2 separate regions of the Anser cygnoides genome follow, and region 1 is linked to region 2. Evidence: chromatin contacts called from public Hi-C data. All regions are on one chromosome and are shown on one strand. Each heading gives the region's core, a stretch centred on a gene start, on an enhancer-like site or on the middle of the called end of the contact. The rest is flanking DNA. Distances are from core to core; before and after follow the strand shown. Region 1 has its middle 25 kb from the start of P2RY1. Region 2 overlaps LOC106043562 (a long non-coding RNA gene).

Region 1 (5,377 bases), core at 1,699-4,198, 140 kb after region 2:
AGCACTACGTGCTGTGAGCGCACTTGGATTTATTTTATACATTTGTCCTTTTCTCACATTTTGGTTGGCTGTGGAATTGCTTTTACATTCACTTAGATTTAAAAAGGAAGACAAAAAAAACCCACAAAAATAGCTGCTGCTTCTCCTTCAGATCTGGAAGGTGGTGGATTAAAACTTAAGGTCCGGTTTCAAAATATATTCAGCACTCCGCACTAGAGAGCTTACCCTGGCTAGTTTGACAGACAGATAATTACAGTAATTTGATTACAGCTGATGAACACCTATAAGGAGAACAAAAATTCGCTGCCTTTAGGTCTCTCTGGTCTGGCAGAGAAAAGTGTGTTTAAGATCCAGTGCTCGCACATTGAAGCTCCGTGATGCCAGAGTGGGGGCAAACGTGAAGAGCCAGGATAACCACGTGCTGGAGCGCTTCCCTGAGAGCCAGCATGAGCCTCCTACCCCAGCGGCTTTTTTAAGACGAGATAATTTTTTCCTACGCAAGATGCTGCAGCCAGGCAGGAATGTGGCTGGGGGAGTGCTGCAGTTTGTATTATGAAGGAGGTCATACTGGAAAATCACAGCGATCTCTTCTGGCTTTGCAGTCTTCGAATGCAGACTGCAAATCTACGGCAAGCTGAGCCGGTGAAATACAGAACAGAATACCTGAGATATCATAGGGAAAGTAAACGAGGTAATTATTGAGAATTACAGAGCACAGTGTGGGTTGCTATTGTGGAGACGAAGCCTTCAACACCTCACATCCTGCATGACGGCAGGTGGCTCAGATCAACACTGCTCCGTTTTGTCAAGGATGCGATAAATCACGTTCTTGAACGGGAAGGGTTTCACCCTCACCGCAGAGAATGTGCACGCGTGAGAGGCAGCGAATCCCCACGGCACGGAGCGCACGAGCAGGACGGTTCCCAACCCGGGGCAGGAGGCAGGAGGGCCGCACAGCCACGCACCAGGGCAGCAGGCACGGCGACGCTGCAGCAGCCCTCCCGCAGCTCCCGCTGCTGGCGGCCGAATCCCACATCTCCTGCACCACTGCCCCGGGCACGGGGCGAGCCTTGGCAGGCTCTGGGCGCGAGCAGCTGTAGCTGGGCCACAAGGCACCCTGCGAGGGATCCCGGTCCTGCCCGCTCCTGTCACACAGCTGGGGGAGGCAAGGCTCCCAGCGCAGCACACAGCAACTGGGGAGGGCTGGGCACCGCGTGCTGGGGGCAAGGCAAAGGGAGACACTTTCAGGAGAGGATCGGACTGGACACTGGGAAAAAGTCGTTTGCTTTAGGGGTGGACAAACACTGGAACCGGCTTCTTTTCTTTTCTTTTCTTTTCTTTTCTTTTCTTTTCTTTTCTTTTCTTTTCTTTTCTTTTCTTTTCTTTTCTTTTCTTTTCTTTTCTTTTCTTTTCTTTTCTTTTCTTTTCTTTTCTTTTCTTTTCTTTTCTTTTCTTTTCTTTTCTTTTCTTTTCTTTTCTTTTCTTTTCTTTTCTTTTCTTTTCTTTTCTTTTCTTTTCTTTTCTTTTCTTTTCTTTTCTTTTCTTTTCTTTTCTTTTCTTTTCTTTTCTTTTCTTTTCTTTTCTTTTCTTTTCTTTTCTTTCTCTTTTCTTTTCTTTTCTTTTCTTTTCTTTTCTTTTCTTTTCTTTTCTTTTCTTTTCTTTTCTTTTCTTTTCTTTTCTTTTCTTTTCTTTTCTTTTCTTTTCTTTTCTTTTCTTTTCTTTTCTTTTCTTTTCTCTTTTCTCTCTTTTCTTTTCTCTTTTCTTTTCTTTTCTTTTCTTTTCTTTTCTTTTCTTTTCTTTTCTTTTCTTTTCTTTTCTTTTCTTTTCTTTTCTTTTCTTTTCTTTTCTTTTCTTTTCTTTTCTTTTCTTTTCTTTTCTTTTCTTTTCTTTTCCCTTTTCCCTTCCCTTCCCTTCCCTTCCCTTCCCTTCCCTTCCCTTCCCTTCCCTTCCCTTCCCTTCCCTTCCCTTCCCTTCCCTTCCCTTCCCTTCCCTTCCCTTCCCTTCCCTTCCCTTCCCTTCCCTTCCCTTCCCTTCCCTTCCCTTCCCTTCCCTTCCCTTCCCTTCCCTTCCCTTCTTCTTCTCTTCTCTCCTCTCTTCTCTCCTCTCTTCTCTCTCTACTCTGCTTTTCTCTCTTCTTTCTCCTCTCCTCTCTTTTTCTTCTCTTTATTTGCTTCTCCTCTTTCTTCTCCCTTTTTCCTTCTCTTTCTTTCCCTTTCCCTTTCTCCTCTTTCCGTACCTCGCCCCCGCTCCCCTCCCCGCGGATCCGGGCCGGGCCGGGCCGTGCTGCGGCCGCCGCGGGCGCCCCCTGGTGCCGCCGCTCGCAGCGGGCACCGGGAGCCCGGGGCCGCCCCCCCGCGGGCACCGGGAGCACGAGGCCGCCCCTCGGGGCCGAGCGGAGCCTGCGGGGGGGCCTCCTGCCGCCGGCCTGCCCCGAGCTGTGCCCCCCGTCCTGCCCCCGGCCTGCCCCGAGCTGTGCCCCCCGGCCTGCCCCACGTCCAGCCCCGAGCTGTGCCCCCCGTCCTGCCCCCGGCCTGCCCCGAGCTGTGCCCCCCGTCCTGCCCCACGTCCAGCCCCGAGCTGTGCCCCCCGTCCTGCCCCACGTCCAGCCCCGAGCTGTGCCCCCCGTCCTGCCCCCGGCCTGCCCCGAGCTGTGCCCCCCGTCCTGCCCCACGTCCAGCCCCGAGCTGTGCCCCCCGTCCTGCCCCCGGCCTGCCCCGACCTGTGCCCCCCGTCCTGCCCCACGTCCAGCCCCGAGCTGTGCCCCCCGGCCTGCCCCCGGCCTGCCCCGAGCTGTGCCCCGCGTCCTGCCCCAGGCTGTGCCCCCCGTCCTGCCCCCGGCCTGCCCCGAGCTGTGCCCCCCGTCCTGCCCCACGTCCAGCCCCGAGCTGTGCCCCCCGGCCTGCCCCTGCCGACGGCAGGACGAGCGGCCGCCTCCTCCCAGCAGGACACCAGCCCTGCTGTCCCTCCGCTCCTGGCCCGGTGCTGCAGCTGCCACCAGGGCCCCACGTCGCCCCTTGGGCCCGTTCCTCGCTGGCCGCAGCCTGGAGGCCTGGGCACAGAGCGCCGTGCCCGCAGAGGCTGGGCCTGCGGGCGCCGTGTGCCCTGCCGGGGCACGGCCAGCGGGCCTCGGTCCCCTGGGGACGCCCACTGCCCGGGACAGAGGTGGCCTCGGGACTGGCGCAGGGACCAGGTCACAGCCCAGCCCCTGCCCGCAGCGTTGTTAGCCAGCTGTCGCCCAGGGGGAGCTCAGGTTGAAGGCTCCGGAAATAAAATGGCTTTGATGTAAAAGGAGAACGAACAAACAAGCACAACCCTGGCACTTCCAGCGTGATTTCTAGTGAACTGCAGTGGTGTAACCTCAGCCCATTTCTGCTCGCGTGTTTTCAAGTGGGACTTTAGCTCAGCCTTCACCTATTTCCTAAATGCTTTCAAAAATGTGGTTTTTAAGGCTTCTTAAATAATCTTGCATGCAGCTGATGCATCCATGTGCGCTCATGAGGTGCAATTCTAATGTGTTGCTCTTCAAACTTCTGGCGGAGGCAAGGAGCACCACCGCAGTGTTTCCTCCTTTCCACCTTTCTGTTAGGCTCGCCCGTGAGCGCTGTCCCATTTCTTGCCAGGGTGTGACCAGCAACCCCGTGATGCTCAGTGCTTTTCATCTCACCTTCTTCCACCCTAGTGCACCATGTCGGCGGCCTTCTCGAGGCGCAGCCACACGCTGCTTTGCTGCGGCTCTTTGCCAAATGTTACTCAGCACGTGCTATGAGACAGGTGTTTAGCCAGTGCAGAGACAATTCCACCAAATGAAAACAGACGTAACCGAACCGCAGCTATAGCCAACAGCACCGGGGTACCACGGGGGCATGGCCGTGGGGCAGGGCGACGTTGGGTGCGCGACCTGTCCCCACGACCAGAGCAGTGCCTGCACTCACACAGCCCGGCTTCCACCGAGCCTTCATGGGCGCCACGAGCAGATCTCTGCCCAGGGCCGACCCGAAGGGCCCAGCCTCGTGGCTGCGTGTCGCCAAGTGCGATCGTGTCCCTCTGCGTCCTCCTCCGGCTCCTGCCTTGCTCCCGCGGCCCGGCCGAGCGCTGGTGCCGCCGGAGCGGGCAGCGCGCGTGCGCCGAGCAGTAACCATGGCGATGCCTGCGGCTGCGGGTCCTTGCGCAGTGGGTTTGCAGAGGAAGAGAAAGGCTGTTCTTCAGAAAAGGAAATTAGCATTTTCCACCATCCCCTTCTTGTTTTTCATGCACGGGCAGGTCGGTGCTGGTGCTGGGCCGGCAGCGGCCTGGAGGCACCTCGGGAGGAGAAGGAGCCAGGCCGTGCTCACGGCACGTGCTTTGGCTTCGTGATGGGGAGCATGTATGGAAATGGGTTTCACAGCAATTACCTCTGTCAGCCTGGGGAAGAGTTTTATTACAGGCTTTTAGCATCCCTGCCTGCACTGCCTCCATCCGAAGGCTCTTTAATAGGGCAGCCTTTCTCGGGGATGGTACCCAGCTATCCAGTACCCTGATATCTAAACATGTAATGGCTGACTACAGTTTACAGAATAAGTTGTTCTCCTTCCAGAATAAACACGTATATGTTTTGCCTATGTACCGCAGAGCTAAAATCTGTGTCAGTACGAGAGCAGCTCCGTACAGCGCTGGAGGACGGGGTTGGTCCCTGTGCTAAGGCTGGCCAGCAGCTGGGAGCTGCGAGTCCAGAGCTGGCTCCAGCACTGCCACTGCTGGTCTCCCGTCAATCCCTTGGCGCAGCAAGGGTTGATGCTTATTTAAGCTGCCCAACATTTTACCTAACCTATTCCTGATGTTTTTGTGAAGAGCGAGAGTACAAGTGGCCATAAACCCACATTAAAAGGAGCGATCCCAAAGCTTTGCAAGACAGGAGGCCCATTATAAAGCTGCAAAGCCAATTCCTGCCAAATAGTGCGTGTGTGTGATGGGAAGAGCCACCGAGACGCTTGCAGTGCCGAAGAAGTTGGGATCCAACTAATGCATTACCATACCTAAAGGGAATAAAAAACCTTCAGTGCTAAATGATGCTTTCTGGTGTGTTTCAAAATTGACCTGTGATACATTATTTAGGAGCTCACATTATAACTTAGTCTTTCTTTTAGTGGGATTAGGACACTATTAAGCTCAAGAGAAATACATCATCTTTCCAAAAATAAAACACTTCATGATTTTAATGCATCTTCTTGTTACTGACACATCTGAACCAATCGTAATGCTGGAGCACTCCTCCTCTAAACTGCTGGGGTTATTAGACTTCATTTACCTTGTTTCCATCATAACATACTTACTTTCATATCTGGATCACTGTTCGCCGAGCACGCTGCTGAACGCTAATTTACATTTTACCAAAACATCA
Region 2 (4,962 bases), core at 1,375-3,874:
AAAACCTGTGCCATTTGTTTTGTAATCTACCAGCATCTTCAGCTCTTACCTCTGGCTGCAGCACCAACATGCTATCGGTGTTTGTGGGGCGTGCACTTCACCTGACATCTGAGCAGCTCCTAGTGAGGTCACCTTCCTTCCTTCAGGCTCCGACCTTTGATCCTCTGCAATCTGACATCATTAGACAAGGATAGCATGCCGAGTCTTTGCCTCACGCAATTTCTTTATTATTTCTGCTTACTTAGTTTGATTTACCACAACTAATATAGGCAGTGTGACTCCCAGATCTAGGCTGTACAATGCATGGATGCATATGCACATACACAACAAACACCAATACACAAGTCAATTATAATACCAATAATTTCACTAACTGCTCCCTTCACACTCATTTTCCCTTTTGATAAAAAGTTTTTTTTGTTTGTTTGTTTTTTTACCATCAATATCATAAAAAAAAAACCATTCTTGAATTCTTTGAAACATTCTCTAAGAGCAAACAGAGCAGATAATGATGAGTGGGTGGGTGTGCAGCAGGAGGGTGGGCTGCCTCTGGGTTTCGGAAATCTCTTATCTCAATGAGCACACACCTGAGTGTGACAGAACAAGAAAAGCAAGACCACGTAGGTGGGTGTCAGGCTGCTAAACTCTAGAGGCCAGAGATAACACCTCCCCCAGTGTCAGGAGGCAGCTGGATGCCTGCCTGCCGCTGCGCCCACCCCACGCCCACCCTGCAAACCACCAGCTCTGGGCCAGCCCACCTTATGTGGTGATGGGGTTTTAAAATTATGAAAAAGCCCCTTGGGTTCCCCATCCTCGCTGGGCCATCCGTGCTATTGCCCCTGTCCCCACCAGGCTCACCTCGAGAACTGGGTGCCGCCGGGCCCAGCGGAGCAGCGCACACGGCAGCCCGCGGGAAGGCCTGAAGCGGGGCTGCTGCAGGCCCCGAGCTGTGCAGACGGCGATCCCAACAAAACCTTCCCCTTTCTGCGGGTAAGAGCCACCTCCAGGAGCACCACAGGACCCACAAGAACCCAGAGTGATGCAAAGTCTGCTCCCACACGGCTTCCAGCACAAAGAGAGCTTCCACTTGGGAGCCCAAGGCAGGTTTTGGACCTCCAGCACTGAGTACGTCCAAGGGGAGGCGTCAGATACAGCCACAGCCTGAGAAGTGGCAAGCCATCAGGGAGTTGTATTGGTTTTGGTGAAAATTAAATAAAGGCAGCTAATCTCTTAGGAGAAAGCTAACGGCAGAGTACGGCCTCACATGTTTATCCAGGGTCTCTGGAGAAGTACTTGGAGCATTTGCCATGTAGAAAGGCAAGCCAACCATCTATTTTTAAACGCACTTGATTCAACACATATGGGGCTGAATTCTTTTAGAAGTAATGTCCTTCTGATGTAGTTATTGAAATTGCCACTAGACAGGGCTGTTTATCTTATTTTTAACCTCAGAAAAATTTATGAGCCCAGTGATGTGCTAGAAGGCCAAGAGGAGTTTGTGCTACAGACTCCTCCACGAAAAGGGCACATGGCTCTGCAGCTCGCAGCACTGGCGCCAGGCTGCAGTTTTTGCATTACGCTATTTATAAGCTCCTCGCTGGAGCCGAGGGGCTGCATCTGCAACGCATAAATTCTCTAGTCAATCACCAAGAGCTAGTGATAAAGAGATGACAGATGAAAAAAAAATCCAGTTCTTCCTCCGTTAAACTACAGTGTGTGTCTGTGGGATGTGAAAATAAGCAAAACATCTGGAGATCTACGCACACTGTGACAAGGCACTGATTGTGCAGCTTACTTACAAACACGTTTTGCCAGGAGAATTTTGGAAAGGTGCCACCAACTGTACCTCTGGGAAATAGAAAGGTTTCAGTTCCAGGTAGGTGACACACGGTCAGGAAGTCGCCACGTGAGTGCCAGCACACCGGACTCAGGGGTTAGGACAATGCAAACTTCTTAAAATATTGTACTGTGGTTTGACCACTAGGTAATGACATGTCTCATTGCATGTGCCTTGGTATCCCTTTGCTCTGATGCCCATCCAAAGCAGCGGTTCCAGCCATCAAGTAATGCAGAAATGGGGTTAAATGCCAGTTGGCATCCGTGGAGCTATGCCAGTTTGTATCATCCAATTATCCAGCCTTTTGTGATAAACTCAGGGTAAAACACATTGTCTTTAAATAGAAGCAAGCACTCATTTTGAGATGAAGCAGACAGAGACCAGCATTTTCCGAGGGCTCACGCCCTGATTTACATTGCAGGCAACCCAGAGCAGGAACTTCTGGAATTTCTGCAGCTGTAGCTACAGCACTGATTTCACATTGTGATTGCAGCTCAAACAGCTGTGAGCCACAGCCAGCGCTCTTGTAGGGTCCATGTAGAGAATAAGAGAGGTTGGTCTAAGTGTTATCCAAAGTTTTAATTCACTTCCCTGCTGGTATGGGACACAGGTTATACGGTTCCATTTTAGTGTCAGGCACAGTAAGTGTTTGGGCAGACACCGGCTGCTAGGCCAGGGACTCTCTCTAAGGTCCTGTGAAGGCTACAACAGGACTTAGAGTGCCTACATGCTGCACCGCAGGTAATGCATTTGTTGCTTCAGAACACACCCAAAGAGCCTTTGGCTCTTTCTCCTCCCTCGCTCAGCTGCATCTCACTTCCACATGCGTGACCCTAGGCCGGCAGTGCAAACAGCCAGCCCCGCCGTGTGGGAGCAGGCCCGGGTGGCCGAGCTCCAGCAGCACCCAGTGTACACACACCCCTTGCTGGAAGCATGGCGGTGCCAAGCTACCAGCCTGCCTCAGGGCTCCTCGCCCACCCTGCACGAAGGAGGTGCCACGTACACCAGGTTTGGCACTGCCCTGTGGCCCCAGAGGCACACCTGAGGCCCGAGGCCGAGCCGTGCCAGTCCCACGCTCGCAGGCCCCCGGGAGCAGGAGGAGCGGGGCAGCGGGCAGCAGCCAGGTGCCAGAATCCTGCCCACTCCCACTCGGGACAGAAGAGCCAAACTGCACCTTCTGCCCCGGGCAAAGTGCGCAGGCCCAGCCCAGCCATCAGCACATAAACTGAGGCTAATTCATTATCTGCTATTCCCAGCACTAATCATTTCTGTAAAGCTTCTGAGCTCAGTGGCATTTCCTGCACCTGTTACCTGGCTTGTGGGTCACTCCTCAACTCTTGCAGAATTTTTAGCTGACAGCAAGGAGGGTTCATGGCCATCTGTAAGCTGAATGCTCGTATCCAGCTGCTGAGCACAAACAAGGAAGTGATGATCCTTTTGTCAGCTTCACCGATGACCTTTGGACACTGGCAAAGGACCGGTCAGCTCTGGCAGATGTGTAATGCAGAAATATGCTTCTGCAGGTGTGTAAGAGAAACACTGCAAGAAAGATACAGACAGGAGGACGGACCAGAAGGCAAAATTGACAACATAGCTAAATACAGGAGCATGGGGCATGCCCATGAATTATTGGGCTTCCTGCAGTTTAACTCTGGAACTTGCCACTTGTCCATACAGAACCTCAGGCCTCTGCTCAGTTCTGTTTCCTGCCTGCCCCTGGACTTCAATTCTGTAAATTAGTAACTCTGAATATCTCAGCTGCCTGTGCAGATGAATACCCTACCGACCGTGAAGAACTCTGATCTTGTGGGGATGGGAATGTATCGGTGAGGGGGAGAGCAGGCTGGAGTTCAGCCTCATCCTGTCCAAGGGGTTGCTTCCATTCATTTTGCATTCCATCCTGAGTTTTTATTCCTGCTGACACATTTTTATGGAGACTTGTGCAAACAAATGTAAAACCTGCTAATCCCAGTGCCAAAGCCATTTTCAAATATAATCTTTTGAAACATATACATAGAAATATGAACTTGGAATGAAAGTTAGATCTTGAAACATGAGTGCAATGAGTTGATTTACTCCATATATACCCAAGGTATCAGATGTTCCTAAACTTCACAAAAATGCAGATTAGAGATATTCTGACTCTGTGACTTTGCCAAAAGAATGTCAAAACAGAAGGTTGTTTATTATCATCACTTAAAACAATAACTCAGAAGTAAGAATTAACTTTGGAACATCTCTCATTCTTTATTTGGAATTAAGCTCCTGATGTGTTTTTCAAAATCTGATCAAAGCACAGGATATAAACTAACATTCCCTTGTATTCTATCTAGGAAAGAAATGTTTCACTTTATTCTAGCTCGTTCTCCTCTGAGACAGCTACATGGAATGGTGTCAGGCATTTACTCTTACCTTATATGCCCAGATCTTGGTGTCCTGAAACACCGTTCTGCCGTGGGACTTCTGTGAGAACACAAGCTTCCTATCCCTGGCTTTCAGTTACAAGGGTGCACTGTAAAAGCACAGGAGGAGATTAAATCACCAGCAAAATGAAACAATTAAAAATACATAACTCTTAATTCTAAGTACTGTGGTGACATCTGAGTACAATCTGTCTTACAAAATTACACATTTACATTCTATTGGGCTGTGGGTTTTTTTTTTTTGCACTAAGATTATATGGGTATTTGAAGAAGTGGCAATCATAGCAACAAAATCTCACTTGTAATATAAATACCTATTGTACCATTGTCTTCAGTGAAACTCTGCAATTCATACCGGATCAGGGTTTGCTTAGGGTATTATGTAGCACAGAACACCGGTAAACAAAAAACTAAATCTCCTATTGATGTCTGTCTGGAACAATTAATTGCACAAATGACCCTTGGGATACAGGATTCAGAAATACCCGAAGACAGGGAATTTTTCAGTTCTTTACGTGTTTGCCAGAGTTAAGGACCGAGCACACTTCTGTGTGGGGTACAAGTGTGGGCTCTCCTCACATTCTGTGCTCTTCTTTCTGCTTAATTATAAGACCAAGATCCAGCCAGTCACTCCTGCACCATATAACAGCTGGGTAATCCTTGTATTTTTAAAGGTAAAACACTAATTGTGACACCACAAAA

The links. Hi-C and Micro-C count contacts between places; a contact is called where the count stands out from the background.
Region 1: a contact with region 2 is called in a Hi-C map of liver, with 2.3 times the contacts expected there. The contact joins two enhancer-like sites. A contact is called at or near these places in 4 of 7 Hi-C or Micro-C datasets (granulosa cells and liver).

Annotation. Positions count from the first base shown.
Region 1 is chr9:26,290,988-26,296,364 of Taihu_goose_T2T_genome, forward strand. No RefSeq gene overlaps it. Among named protein-coding and RNA genes, the nearest start is that of P2RY1, 25 kb to the right of the region's middle. Within about 2 kb of position 2,949, at least 1 of the 3 cell types and tissues checked has open chromatin away from gene starts, as enhancers often do. A contact at or near this core is called in liver, where this site is marked.
Region 2 is chr9:26,148,802-26,153,763 of Taihu_goose_T2T_genome, forward strand. LOC106043562 (a long non-coding RNA gene) reads right to left here. Exons shown (of 8, transcript XR_010833684.1): 5 at 4,250-4,349; 6 at 3,142-3,376; 7 at 50-171. Among named protein-coding and RNA genes, the nearest start is that of ARHGEF26, 22 kb to the left of the region's middle. Within about 2 kb of position 2,625, at least 2 of the 3 cell types and tissues checked have open chromatin away from gene starts, as enhancers often do. A contact at or near this core is called in liver, where this site is marked.